Linked DNA regions of Mus musculus: region 1 is linked to region 2. The links are chromatin contacts, called in public Hi-C maps. All regions are on one chromosome and are shown on one strand. The core of a region is the stretch at or near the end of the contact, and the rest is flanking DNA. Distances in the headings are between cores, read along the strand shown.

What was found. Hi-C and Micro-C count contacts between places; a contact is called where the count stands out from the background.
Region 1: a contact with region 2 is called in a Hi-C map of cerebral cortex, with 1.7 times the contacts expected there. The contact joins two enhancer-like sites. A contact is called at or near these places in 3 of 484 Hi-C or Micro-C datasets (cerebral cortex and cortical neurons).

The regions. Positions count from the first base shown.
Region 1 is chr13:59,426,905-59,433,115 of GRCm38.p6, reverse strand. No RefSeq gene overlaps it. Among named protein-coding and RNA genes, the nearest start is that of Gm34788, 13 kb to the right of the region's middle. Within about 2 kb of position 1,410, at least 41 of the 459 cell types and tissues checked have an H3K27ac peak or open chromatin away from gene starts, as enhancers often do. A contact at or near this core is called in cerebral cortex, where this site is marked.
Region 2 is chr13:59,286,030-59,291,790 of GRCm38.p6, reverse strand. No RefSeq gene overlaps it. Among named protein-coding and RNA genes, the nearest start is that of Gm34672, 33 kb to the right of the region's middle. Within about 2 kb of position 2,465, at least 10 of the 459 cell types and tissues checked have an H3K27ac peak or open chromatin away from gene starts, as enhancers often do. A contact at or near this core is called in cerebral cortex, where this site is marked.

The DNA of each region.
Region 1 (6,211 bases), core at 161-2,660, 140 kb before region 2:
TCCTGTGTCAGTGCCAAGGCCTAAAAGTGACAAGGAAGTCCACAAGATCTGGGGATGGCTCAGATATGTGAAAACCAGAAGAGCAGAGGTGGGGGAGTCCAAGGCCTGCTGTGGAGACAGACCCTAGTGACAAAATGGGACACTTGAGCGTGTACACAGAACAGATGGGTAATGGCGATGCTGTCAGATGACCACAGAGTGATGAACTGAAGAGAAAGGTCAGGAGAAGGAGCAGGGATTACATATTTATAGGACTGTCAGGACAAAGATGGGAATGGCTTGTGACTGAACTGCAGGTCTGAGATGAACCATTGGGAACAGTGGCTGGAGACACCACATAGGGGAGATGCCTGAGTAGCAAGCAGTGCATGATTTGACAGCACCCCACACCCCACTCATCCCCAGACACCACATAGGGCAGACGCCCAAAGAAGCCACTGCCTGCTGGTGTGACAGCACCCCCTCTTCAGGTTTCCACAGTCTCTCCAGTTTCTTATCTCCCTCTCCCTCTTGGCTTCTTCCCTATGAGATTGCGTACTGCAGGTTTGTGGGCACACGTGCACGGCTGGCTTGAGTCTGCTGGGAGAACTGGTAAGAGAAGGAGGGAGTGGTTGGATACTCGGAGATGTCAGGCATGGACAGGATGGATCTAGGACTTGGCTCTGATAAAGAGGGAGAGAATTGTATTCCTTGTTTCTGGTTCTCCTGCCTCGCCTCCACCTTCCCACGGAGATTTCGGAGAAAGAAGTAAAGAATTACATATTCATCAGGCCGGACCCAAAGTGCCGACATAAACACGTGACAGCACGTGGGTCAAAGCTGATGGGATTCCTGTATGCCAAACCTCTTCACATATAGAGCAACTCAGGTGACACTGCTGTGTGGTTCCCTGTCCGGCTTTCTAAGGTTGAGACAGTCTCATTCTCTCTCTCTCTCTCTCTCTCTCTCTCTCTCTCTCTCTCTCTGTCTGTCTCTCTCTCTCTCTGTGTCTCTCTCTCTCTGTCTCTCTGTCTCTCTCTCTGTCTGTCTCTCTCTCTCTCTGTGTCTCTCTCTCTCTGTCTCTCTCTCTCTGTCTCTCTCTCTGTCTCTCTCTCTCTCTCTCTCTCTCTCTCTTTTCCGAGACGGTTTCTCTGTATAGCCCTGGCTGTCCTGGAACTCACTTTGTAGACCAGGCTGGCCACACAAAAGGGTTTTGAGACACTGGTGAGAACAGAAGGGAAAGCATCTCCCAGTGAGACCTGGTCAGCAGAATGCATCTCTTTCCTCTGTGAACAAAGGGGCCAGTGGAAGGAAGAGTAAGGTGGCAGCAAAGCGGCTACTGAAGGTCCTGCAAAGGGGATGGGCTGCTGCTGAACTGACAGCGCCATGCGTCTTACTGAGCATGCGCAGAGCTGCTGTGCGGTGGGGGCCAGACAGGCCCACCCTGAGAGCAGAGAAAGGAGAGTCTGGAGAGCGCTCCATTAACCATCAGTGAGAGCTCTGGATAGGGGCCTGGGACCAGCATGAGATAACAATGCACAGGGGGTTGTCTGAAACAAGGAGGCCAGCAGGCTAAGAAGAACAAATAGCATAACGCGGAACATAGGTTCCGCAGAGAAATGAAAGCAATCCAATGTTTTGGAATAGAGTGCGGGGCTGGTTTAAACCAGCGCCTGGTGGCTTTTCTCCATCTTGGAGGGTGGCATCCTCAGCCTCTGAACAGCGTGGAAGAGCGTGTTTCTAATTATCACGTTGGGCCTTTGATCTGCTCTAATTATTTGTTTCCTCTGTAAACAAACTAGACTCACTGATGCTGGGCTTGGCTCACTTCTCTGCTTGGAGGTGGTTGGCGGCGGGCCACCAGTGCTTCACAAATGACACACAAGTGCCCTGGCTCCCACACGTAGTGCAGACACAGGGCTTCTACTGCGTGCTACAGATATGCAGGATTGTTGGCTGAGGTTACCTTACTGGTCTCTCTCTGTCTTGTCCTTTCCAGGAAGCTCTGGAAAGAGATGGAAGAGACCATGATACAATCAAGCAAAACCGGCTACACACAAGTGGGAGCACCAGCAGGCCGTAAAGGCCGGACACATCATCATTAAAAACACCCAAGGTGGAGGCTGGAGAGCTGGCTCAGCAGTTAAGAGCACTGACTGCTCTTCCAGAGCTCCTGAGTTCAACTCCTACCAACCAGCAACCACATGGTGGCTCACAACCATCTGTAATGGGTTCCAATGCCCGCTTCTGGTGATGTGTCTGAAGACAGCTATAGTGCACTCATATAAATAAAATAAATAAATAAATCTTAGCAGAAAATTACCCAAAGCTTCTGGGTCAGTCTTGTGGAATTTATGGACTCAGCCCACACCTGAAACTCGAGCATCCAAACTGTAAAACCTCCAGCAACCGTGAGATGAGGGCTCCACGTGGGTGTGGCCACTCTTATGACCTGAGAAGGATTTTTGCATATATTCTTGTGAATTCTACTTTTTAAAGCAGTTATTAAAAATTTGGTCTTAGGATAGAACAGAGAGCTTCACATGTGTCTAGCCTGTGCTCTAACCATTGATCGGCTGCCCTAGACCAGGCCTGTGAATTTGAGAATTAAAAAGTAATTTATTGAGGTATATTTTACATATGATATAATTCACCCACTTCAAGTACACAACACAATGTTTTTTGTTTTTTGTTTTGTTTTTTGTTTGTTTTTTGAGAGAGGGTTTCTCTGTATAGCCCTGGCTGTCCTGGAACTCACCTTGTAGACCAGGCTAGCCTCGAACTCAGAAATCCACCTGCCTCTGCCTCCCGAGTGCTGGGATTAAAGGCATGCTCCACCACGGCCGGCCCAATGTTTTTTAAAAAAAGATATTTACTTTTATGTGCATAGGTGTTTGACTGTATATGTGTATGTGTATCATATGTGGACAGTGCCCATGGAGGCCAGAAGAGGGCATCAGATCCTTTGAAACTGTAGTTACAGATGGGTGGGGAACCATTGCCGAGGTGCTGGGAATCAAACCCAGACCTCTGGAGTTCTGTGCCCACCCTTGTGACTTTCTCTGTTTCACACACTTATTGCTAGGTCTTCCCCTTTTTCCTAGACTCCAGTGACCACTACTCTACACTGTCTCTGCAGACTCACTCTTTCTGAACATTGACATAAGTGGGACCACATGATAGTCTGTCTTACGCTTGTCTCTTTTGTTTAACAAAAACATTTTAGAAGTCCATTTGCATGTCCTAGGGTGTCTCTGATGTCTCATTTTGTTGTTGAAGAAGCCCTGGGTAGAGTGTAGCCATGAGCCCTGGGTAGAGTGTAGCCTTGATCCCTGGTTAGAGTATGGTCATGGTCCCTGGGTAGAGTGTAGCCATGAGTCCTGGTTGGAGTATGGCCATGAGTTCTGGTTGGAGTGTGGCCATGAGCCCTGGTCACACTCCAGTGTGGCTGGCAAGGTGGTGTTGACTAGCAGGCGCCTCTGGAATGTCAGGTGCTTGACTTCAATCAGCCGAGATCTTCAGTTGGCAAGTGATGAAAACCTGTTCCGAACAGATTTCAATGTAAGTACACCAATGTAAAGGGGAAGCTGCGGGCTTACATAATGAGACGCCCGTTGGCATCAAGATAATATCACCCACTTTGGGTTCCTTCCTGAAGTATGTGTTAATTCATAGATTTGACCTGGTGCTATTTGACTAGGACTGTGAGCTTTTGAGTTCAAGTTTACTAGACAAATGCCCAGTTCTAGTAGTTTGAGAGAAGTTGTCTTGTTGTCTAGATGCAGTTAGGGAATAGGTAACAATAGGGAGGATTGTGCTACAAATAAATCAAATTAAAGGTTAGATTTCTGGCTCTAGCATCTAAACCTTCCTGTTTAGCCATTTTCTCATGTAAATTGGGCACACATGCATTTGATGGACAGATAGCAATTCAGCTCCATACATGAGACTTATTTGGGATGGAGGTAAGAGAGCAGGGTGCAGACTGTCTTGAAAAATTTATGTTTCAACAGAATGTAACTGGGTGGACTTCCAACTTGCAACAGGGTCTTTTTATCACTGTTGCCCTGAGAATGGAATAAAACAAGAGACATTTGCATGGGATCGAATGGGTACAGGAAGTGGATTAGGTTAACAAGGAGAAACCCAGCTCTGTTTCAAAGGGATGCCTTGAGAGATGGATTTCATGCTGGTGTGAGTGTGGTCTCCCCCATCTGTTCAAACCCCGTTCATCCCATGTTGGTCATGCCACTGGAATGAAGTCCTCTTCATGGGCATCGTTTCAACTTGTGGGGTTGGAATTATATTCTACTTTGAGAAGATAAAAGAGACACAGATAATTTAAATGATGCTTTTGATGTTACAAAGTGATCATGCCATAGACTGATTCTTAGAACTCATCCTACTGAGAGCTCAATGGTCTGGAATTCACAAGTGTCTACCCTTCTCTGCAGCAGCAGTGCTCCCAGAGGCTACCCTTCCCTGCAGCAGTGCTCCCAGAGGCTACCCTTCCCTGCAGCAGTGCTCCCAGAGGCTACCCTTCCCTGCAGCAGTGCTCCCAGAGGCTACCCTTCCCTGCAGCAGTGCTCCCAGAGGCTACCCTTCCCTACAGCAGCAGTGTTTCTGGGAGGCTGAGAATTCATCTCATCTTTAAGCACATGGTTTCCTCAGCTCTAATGTGAGGTTCTCTGTGTCCTATTACAGAGACTCTCTTGAGCTTTGCTCTCTCTGATGATTAGTGGCATTACAAGATCTCATCACCTGTCACCACACAGGTGCCTCCATCTTGCAGCATGGACCCCTCCCCAGGGGACATGCTTCTGTCCACATGGAAACCAGCCAAACAGAGGGCAATAGGTAGCCTTCCAGGGAACACTACTATGAGCCTTGGGAAATCTACTTTCAAAGGAAAAACCTGAGGTTCACCCCCTTGCTCCCTGGCCTTTGGAAGTTAGAGTGAGAAGTTTCCTTGGTAGAAAAGCTAGGATTCTACGGTTAGAACAAATAGACCCCATATGACAGTGTTTCTCATCCCAGGTGTCCTGACTCCTTTGGGAGTTGAACGACCCTTTCACAGGGCTTGCCCACAAGCTTTGGAAGACATAGACATTTACATTACAGTCCATAACAGTAGCAGAATTACAGTTATGAAGTAGCAACAAAAATAATTTTATGATTGGGGTCACCACATAGGAGCTGTATTGAGGGGTTCTAGCATTAGGAAGGTTGACAACCACTGACCTATGCTTAGTCTAGAAAACCTCCGAAAAATGGAATCTGAAGTGGAAATTTCTGGTTTCTTTGGAAACTCAGTTGTGTCACGTGATGTTTTTCTGGAAGCTGTCTTGTGAGAGGATGTTTTGCTGCAGCAGATACTCAAGAGGGCACGTGATGTTTGGAAAGAGACAGTGAGAGGATGCTCTTGAATTGCTATACCACTTGCTGGTCTTTGCTGGTCTTCACTTCATAGAGAGAAATTTGCCAAAGAACTTCTTGTGGTATTCTGGCTGATTCTTGCCCAGTGTTTTGAGAGTCTTTTTTTTTTAATTTTTTAATTATGAAAGAATGTTGAATGATCCCAAATTCTGCATGCATTGATTGTTATGTGAAATTTTAAGTAACTTTTGTATTGATGTGGTATACCATATTCATTGATTTTTAAATGTTGAATCACCCTTCACCCCAGAAGAAAAACATCTGCCCGATTATGGTATGTGGTCTTTCTTAACACTACATGGTGTGCATGTAGGGGTAAGATGAGAACTGGCAAGAGTTGCCCCTTTCCTTCTTCCATGTGCGGGTGACCTCGGGGTTGGACTCAGGCTGTCAGGCTTGGACAGCCAGTGTCTTTATCCACTCGCCATCTCACCAGCCTCGTGAAAGATCCGTTTAATAAGCTGTTAGTCTCATTTGCTATTGTTCTGTTGGGGGATTGTCAAATGTATCCATCAGGAATGCTGGTTTGCCTGCTGCTCTCTTTCCTTGTGCTCTGGTATCAGGCTACTGCTGACTTCGAAGAACTGTCCTGGACATGTCCCTCTTCCTTGGCTACTTAGAAAGGATTAAACATCTTCGAGAATCCAGAGAGAGCAGCCTGGTCTGGGCTTTCTCCACAGGGGCTGAATCCGGACTCATTCCTGACAGCTCAGTGCCCGACCCAACTTGCATCTAGGAACTTCACAGTTCTCGTAGCTTTGTGGATTTGCTGGTCCTCTGGCGTCTAGTGAGCCTT
Region 2 (5,761 bases), core at 1,216-3,715:
ACAATTGCGCCTCATTTGAGGGGCGATTTTGTGTTAGTTGAGACTGACTTTTTTTTTTTTTCTGGTTTTTCTTGGCTTTTAACTGGGACATGTAAGCCAAGATCCTGCGAGTAGCAGCACTCTGTCTCCTCACTGGCCCCAGACTGTGGAGACTGGCATGTATTTAGGATGCCATAGATCAGTGGTGGCAGGGTTGGCAACAGGAAGGGAGTTCGATACTGTCTACAGATGAAAACGACCAACAACAAGGTGCACATGAGAGGGAATCATACTCAGGGGATAATGAAATCCACAAGCCTTGGCCAGCTGGCAGGGTAGGTGGCGTCCTAGGAGGGCATTGTGTGGGCGAGGAAGAGCGCTGGTGTCAGGGTGGCCTGGTGTTGGGGGAACACAACCCTTTAGTTGCTGGTTGTTTATCTTCATAACAATGTTTACTGGGGTCCTCCAGTATTTTTCTGATGGGAAATATTGCCATGCAGAATAAGACCTTCAAGGAAAAGATGCACACCTCTGAGCTTTCAGCACGCAACTGGTTTGTAAGGTAGATTTCCCGCCATACCTGGCGATCCTTCCTCACCTCCTTCTTTTTCCTTTTCTCTCTTCATTTCTGTATCCACCTCTCTCTTTCTCTCTCTCCCAGTCCCCCTCCCCCTCCCTCTCTCCCTCCCTCCCATCTTTCTTCCTTTCTCTCTTCCTTTCTCTCTCTTCCTTTCTCTCTCTCTTCCTTACTCTCTCTTTCTCTCTTCCTTTCTCTCTCTTCCTTTTTCTTTCTCTCTCTCTCTCTTTCTTTCTTTCCTTCCTTCCTACTTCTCTATCTCTCTTTCTCTCTTTCTTTCTCTCTTTCTTTCTTTCTTTCTTTCTTTCTTTCTTTCTTTCTTTCTTTCTTTCTTTCTTTCTCTCTTGCTATCAAGCATCAAAAACAGTTGGCTGTGACAATGCCTGGCCCGGCCCCGCCTTTACTTCTTTCTTTGAGAGTGGGTTTTACTGATCTGCCTAGGCCAGCCTTGAACTTAGGATCCTTCTGCCTCAGCCTTCTAAACAACTGGGATTACAGATCTTCAACAGGAACCTGGCTACTTTTCAGCTCCTAACTGGTCTGTTTTCCCTATGGGGACCATTCCAAGTGTGTGCTCTGTGTGGAACAGAGAGCACATGGATGAGAATCGGCAGTTCACAGAATTCTCTTGGTGTTAGTCTTCATAGGACATAAAGCTCACCCTCCAAGCTGTGTGGAGGGGCTTTCTCCCAGGGCCTCTCTAATCCTGAAGTTAAACATTCTGGCCTCCACTAGGGGCTTCTTCTACCAGGCCCTGTAAGAGTGAAGACACCAAAGACAGTGTTAACAATGACGTGTGACTAGCATGGCCGGCTTTGACCACCACAACTTCACCTACTTCATTTCTGGGCTGCACTGGCTTCCCTTGGTCCTGCTTTAAAAGATCATAGGAAAGATGTTAGCTGCTGTATTGCTGGGATGGGTTTCTGTGCTGTACCAGGGCTGGGAACTAAGCTAAGCTTGGATGCAAGGAGTGACGCTGTTTGTACTTACACCATGAAGACGAGCCTTTCACAGGTAAAGAGAAACACGAGGGTTCTTGAATGCTTCCTCTTTTGTTCATTAAGGATCAAGACTTACCTTAGATTGTCAGAACGCAAAGAAAGTGGCTTAACAATCAGATTGATCTCAAGGTCTGGAAAGGCAGCCTGGCTCCCAGTCTCTCAAATTCGTGCCCCTGTGTGACAGGCACTAGGAGACAGGGAGCCCCTTAATGAAGGCTTCCCTCTGCTGTAGCCATTGCGCTACAAGCAGAGTGAAGGAGCCGATCTTTTGAATGTAACATATCAGAACACACTGTCACCCATGTATTCAGAGTTATCCAGAGCATTAGTTAACATAATGTGCATGAGTCTAGTAACTTAAGTTTGTCTTTCAGGCTTACACCCCTCTCCCCAACACACTGCTCTGAACCATGCCCAGTATTGTGAGGCTGGTCTCATGCAGCGTACTCTATAGCTCTCCACCTTAGTTTTTGAGACAGGGTTTCCGCACTGAACCCAAATCTTGACATTGAGTTTAGTCTGGCACCTTGAGGTGACAGGCAAGTGCTGTTAACACTTGGCTTTAAGGGTGTGGGGAGATTTGAACTCTGGTCCTCATGCTTTTGTTAAGCAAACACTTTCCCACCGAGAGCCGTCTCCTCAGCCCCAGGAAATGAGTCTTACTAATCGGTAAATGATACTTCCGTTCATGACTCGAGTTGTACTGAGATTTATGCTTGACCGGGCTGGAAGCAGCTGGAAGAAGCGGTCCTCCGCGGTGTCAGGAGTGAAGAGCGAAGCAGGAGCAGATCTTTCTGCAGGTGGGGAAGACACCGTGACATCCTCACTTCAGGGTGGGGTGATGAGCCTCAGGGCTGAGGGCTGTGCTTTACCGGTCTTTGCAGCTTGTCCATGGGAGGGCACTGGTGTTCTAGGTTGGCAGCCTGTTCTGGGGAGACACTGAGCCCACATCTTCCAGACTGGTTAACCACTCACCCCACATCCGTGGCATCAAAGATGTGCGTGTGCGTGTAGTCTTCCTTTGGGACTCTGTTCTTTTGCCCAGTTTAGTCTTCTGTGGTCTTTTGTGGTCTTCTGAGTCTATTCACGCTATTAAACCTACTGCCCTTGTGTTAAAGGGCTGAGCACTGGTGCATAGCAAACTTATGAAATGAATACAAGGAGTTAGCAATTCAGTACATCTTCGGAAGAGGAGGCAGGAACCTCTGTGGACCCCCAGAGGAAGGAACAACAATTTGCCTAGTGGGAGGAAGTGGCAGAAAGAGGTTGAGAGAGAGAGAGAGAGAGAGAGAGAGAGAGAGAGCAAATGTCAGGCTTTCTTTTTTTTAAATCTAGTACATCTCAGTTTGGATCCTTAGTTCTAGGTGAGGAAGTACCGAGGTAGGTGTGCCCAGTTATGGGAGGGACATTGAACATTCAGAACCATCGAGTGTGTCTCACAGGGTCCTTTGGCATCTGCACCTAGATACCCTCTGAGGGCTCAGTGTGTATGATCTAATAGGTACATTTGGAAAGAGATGCCTGAGAGGGTCCCTGCAGAAGTCACTGAGGGAATAAAAAAAAAAAAGAAAAGAAAAGAAAACTCGGTTCGACTTGACTTCATCAAACTGAATCAAACATCTAAAGAGTCCGATGCCTGGCAGTTTATTGGCGGCATATTTAAACAATAGAATTGGGGGAAAAGTTTCCAGGCAACACTCATTCCAATTCCAGGTGCACAATAAAGCTTAAGGCATGGCTACATAGAAACCCCTTTACAAAGTACATGTGAACATGAAGATGTATTCTAGAGCTCAAAGGCTTAGACTCTAGCGGGGTCTCTGACAGGGACAGCACAGAGGTCAGCAGGCTGTGGATTATATGTGACATCCCCTGCTAAAGATATGCTCTATTGCCTGAGAGCTAAAGGCCATGGGAGGGAACGTCTGGGATGGAAAAGTCTGGAGTGCTTGGGTGAAGTCTGCCTCTACAAATAGCAAAAGGTCTCCAGGTCATTAACAATATCCACTCCTAGCGTTCTGGGTGGAAAACAGGTTCTTCCTCATTTAAGGAGATACTCCTGCATGATTAACACTCCTGGTTTCCCTTGTCTGTGGGCAAAAAGATGTTCGTGGCCCCGGCAGATGCCAAAGACACAGCAGTGTTCAGTATACAGCTGTCAAAGTGTGTGTGTGGCAACATGGCTCGTGTAGCTGCTCATAGTGTTGGGTCACAGCATTCTGTAGATGCACCAGGTGTTATGCTCTTGATGGATCCCCATGGTAACTACTTAAAATAAGTGCGTTTGCTGCATGCCATGGGGTAGATTCCGTTGCTGTGTGGTTTGTGGATATGTGTCTTACATCCTGAGTTGGAACGTGAAGGGTCTAGTAAATACCTCACTATATCAGCAAGCTCCTGTATGGACAGAAATTGCTCCCTCAGGGCAGGGAGACCCCAGCGGTCTTAGTCTGCGTGGCAGACATTAAACCTTTTGAGTGCTATCATTTGTAAAATAAGACCTCACATCCTCAGCTAATTTATTTTTATGCTGCCTTTTTGATTGAGTTGCCGCACGAGGAAACATCGATAAAAGCATTCATTAATAAGTAGGGCTTCTCTGGTTGCATCGGGGTGGGTTGTGTCTTGTGGATTGGCACCAGGGAAACACGTGTGGTTTGTTGTGGGTTGGATATAAACTGTCTTTGTCTTTCCCCTGAAGTTCAGCAACAGTGTATGCCAGCACTGATCTGAGGCCTAGATCCAGGTTCATCTAAAGTTTGAAATTTGGCTTTTATTGAATTTTAAAAATACATTGAAACGGTGTTTTTGTATAACTTTAAGGAAAGAAAATAAAAAGCATTGGATATATATCCATATGTATATGAATGCATATATTTCTATAGGCTAGGAGATAGATAAGATAAATCTGAGAGAAGGTACAGAGGAAGTGTGTTATTCTCTCTCTCTCTGTGTGTGTGTGTGTGTGTGTGTGTGTGTGCGCGCGTGTGCGCATGCCCATGTGCTTATTCTTTAAGTTTACATCTGATTATGAAACCAAATCTCATGGTTGATTTAATTGTATACTGGGCTGTTTCTTGCTGTGAATTTTTTCTTTAGACTTTGGAGATTCTCAAGAAACTCTGAAACCTTTCCTTAATTACTTTTAATCTCATCCATCTTTCCTCCTTCCAATGTTTTTAATACATATTTTTGTCTGGCATCTATAGAAGCTTTATGATATTATAACACTCTATTACAAGTCATAGCTAAGAATTCAGGAGCTAAATAGAAGTTCAAGTTGTATAAATTAGAATTATTATTATTTTTAACTCACGAGTATGCTCAGCAAAATACAAATCTATTCTATCAATAAAAACTTGCTAGGAATATTTCCAGGTTAAACCCTGCTAGGATATTAATTAACATTTTTGTGCCTAAACTTAAAAGACTGTTGTGTTTGAAATTGTTGACCAGTGTGTGCGTGTGTGTGTGTGTGCACATATATACGACGTGTAAATACTATGCATGAATATCACATTATGAATCTATACATATGTATGCATACACATGAATTTATATTTAGGAGAAAAATTAAGTCCATTATCACTTCTTGGAAGCCCTGCTGGTTTTAATGAAAGTGGATGATTTCAGTTGAATAATTGGCTTGTTACAAAACAGAATGTTCAAAATGAACGACTTTCAAAAATTGAAACAGCTAAGGAAAAACAAATAGAAGGTAATGATATTTTTTATCTTTAATGGGTTAGAATGCTTCCGTAAGTCGCTGATTTGGGCCATAGCACACCAGCTGAATGTCATGTCTTCAGATAGTTCTTCTTCAGTGAGGTGAGGTGGGAGTTCCCTCAGGGGAGTGGAAGATGGCGGCCTAAAGTAGGAGTCTTCAACCGAGTCCTCTTAAACTAGGTGAGGATAGCATGGTCCTAATGAGCCTTGAGTTCTGTTGGCCTACTGCGCACCAGAGGAAGGAGTGCAGCCCCATACAACAGACCAGCATGGTTTACATCCCACCCATTGCTGGTTCTGCCTCACCGTGTGAACCGTTACTTGGTGGCCTGCCCAATTCCTCACAGCTGGGTTTTCTCCGTTGTGCAGTGACATTGCTGGGCCTTGAACGTTTGGCATTTTTGTTTACATCTCTAACTCTGTTCCTTTTTGTAAGATGTTGAAGGAATAGACAGGACATGCAGGGCTGGGACAG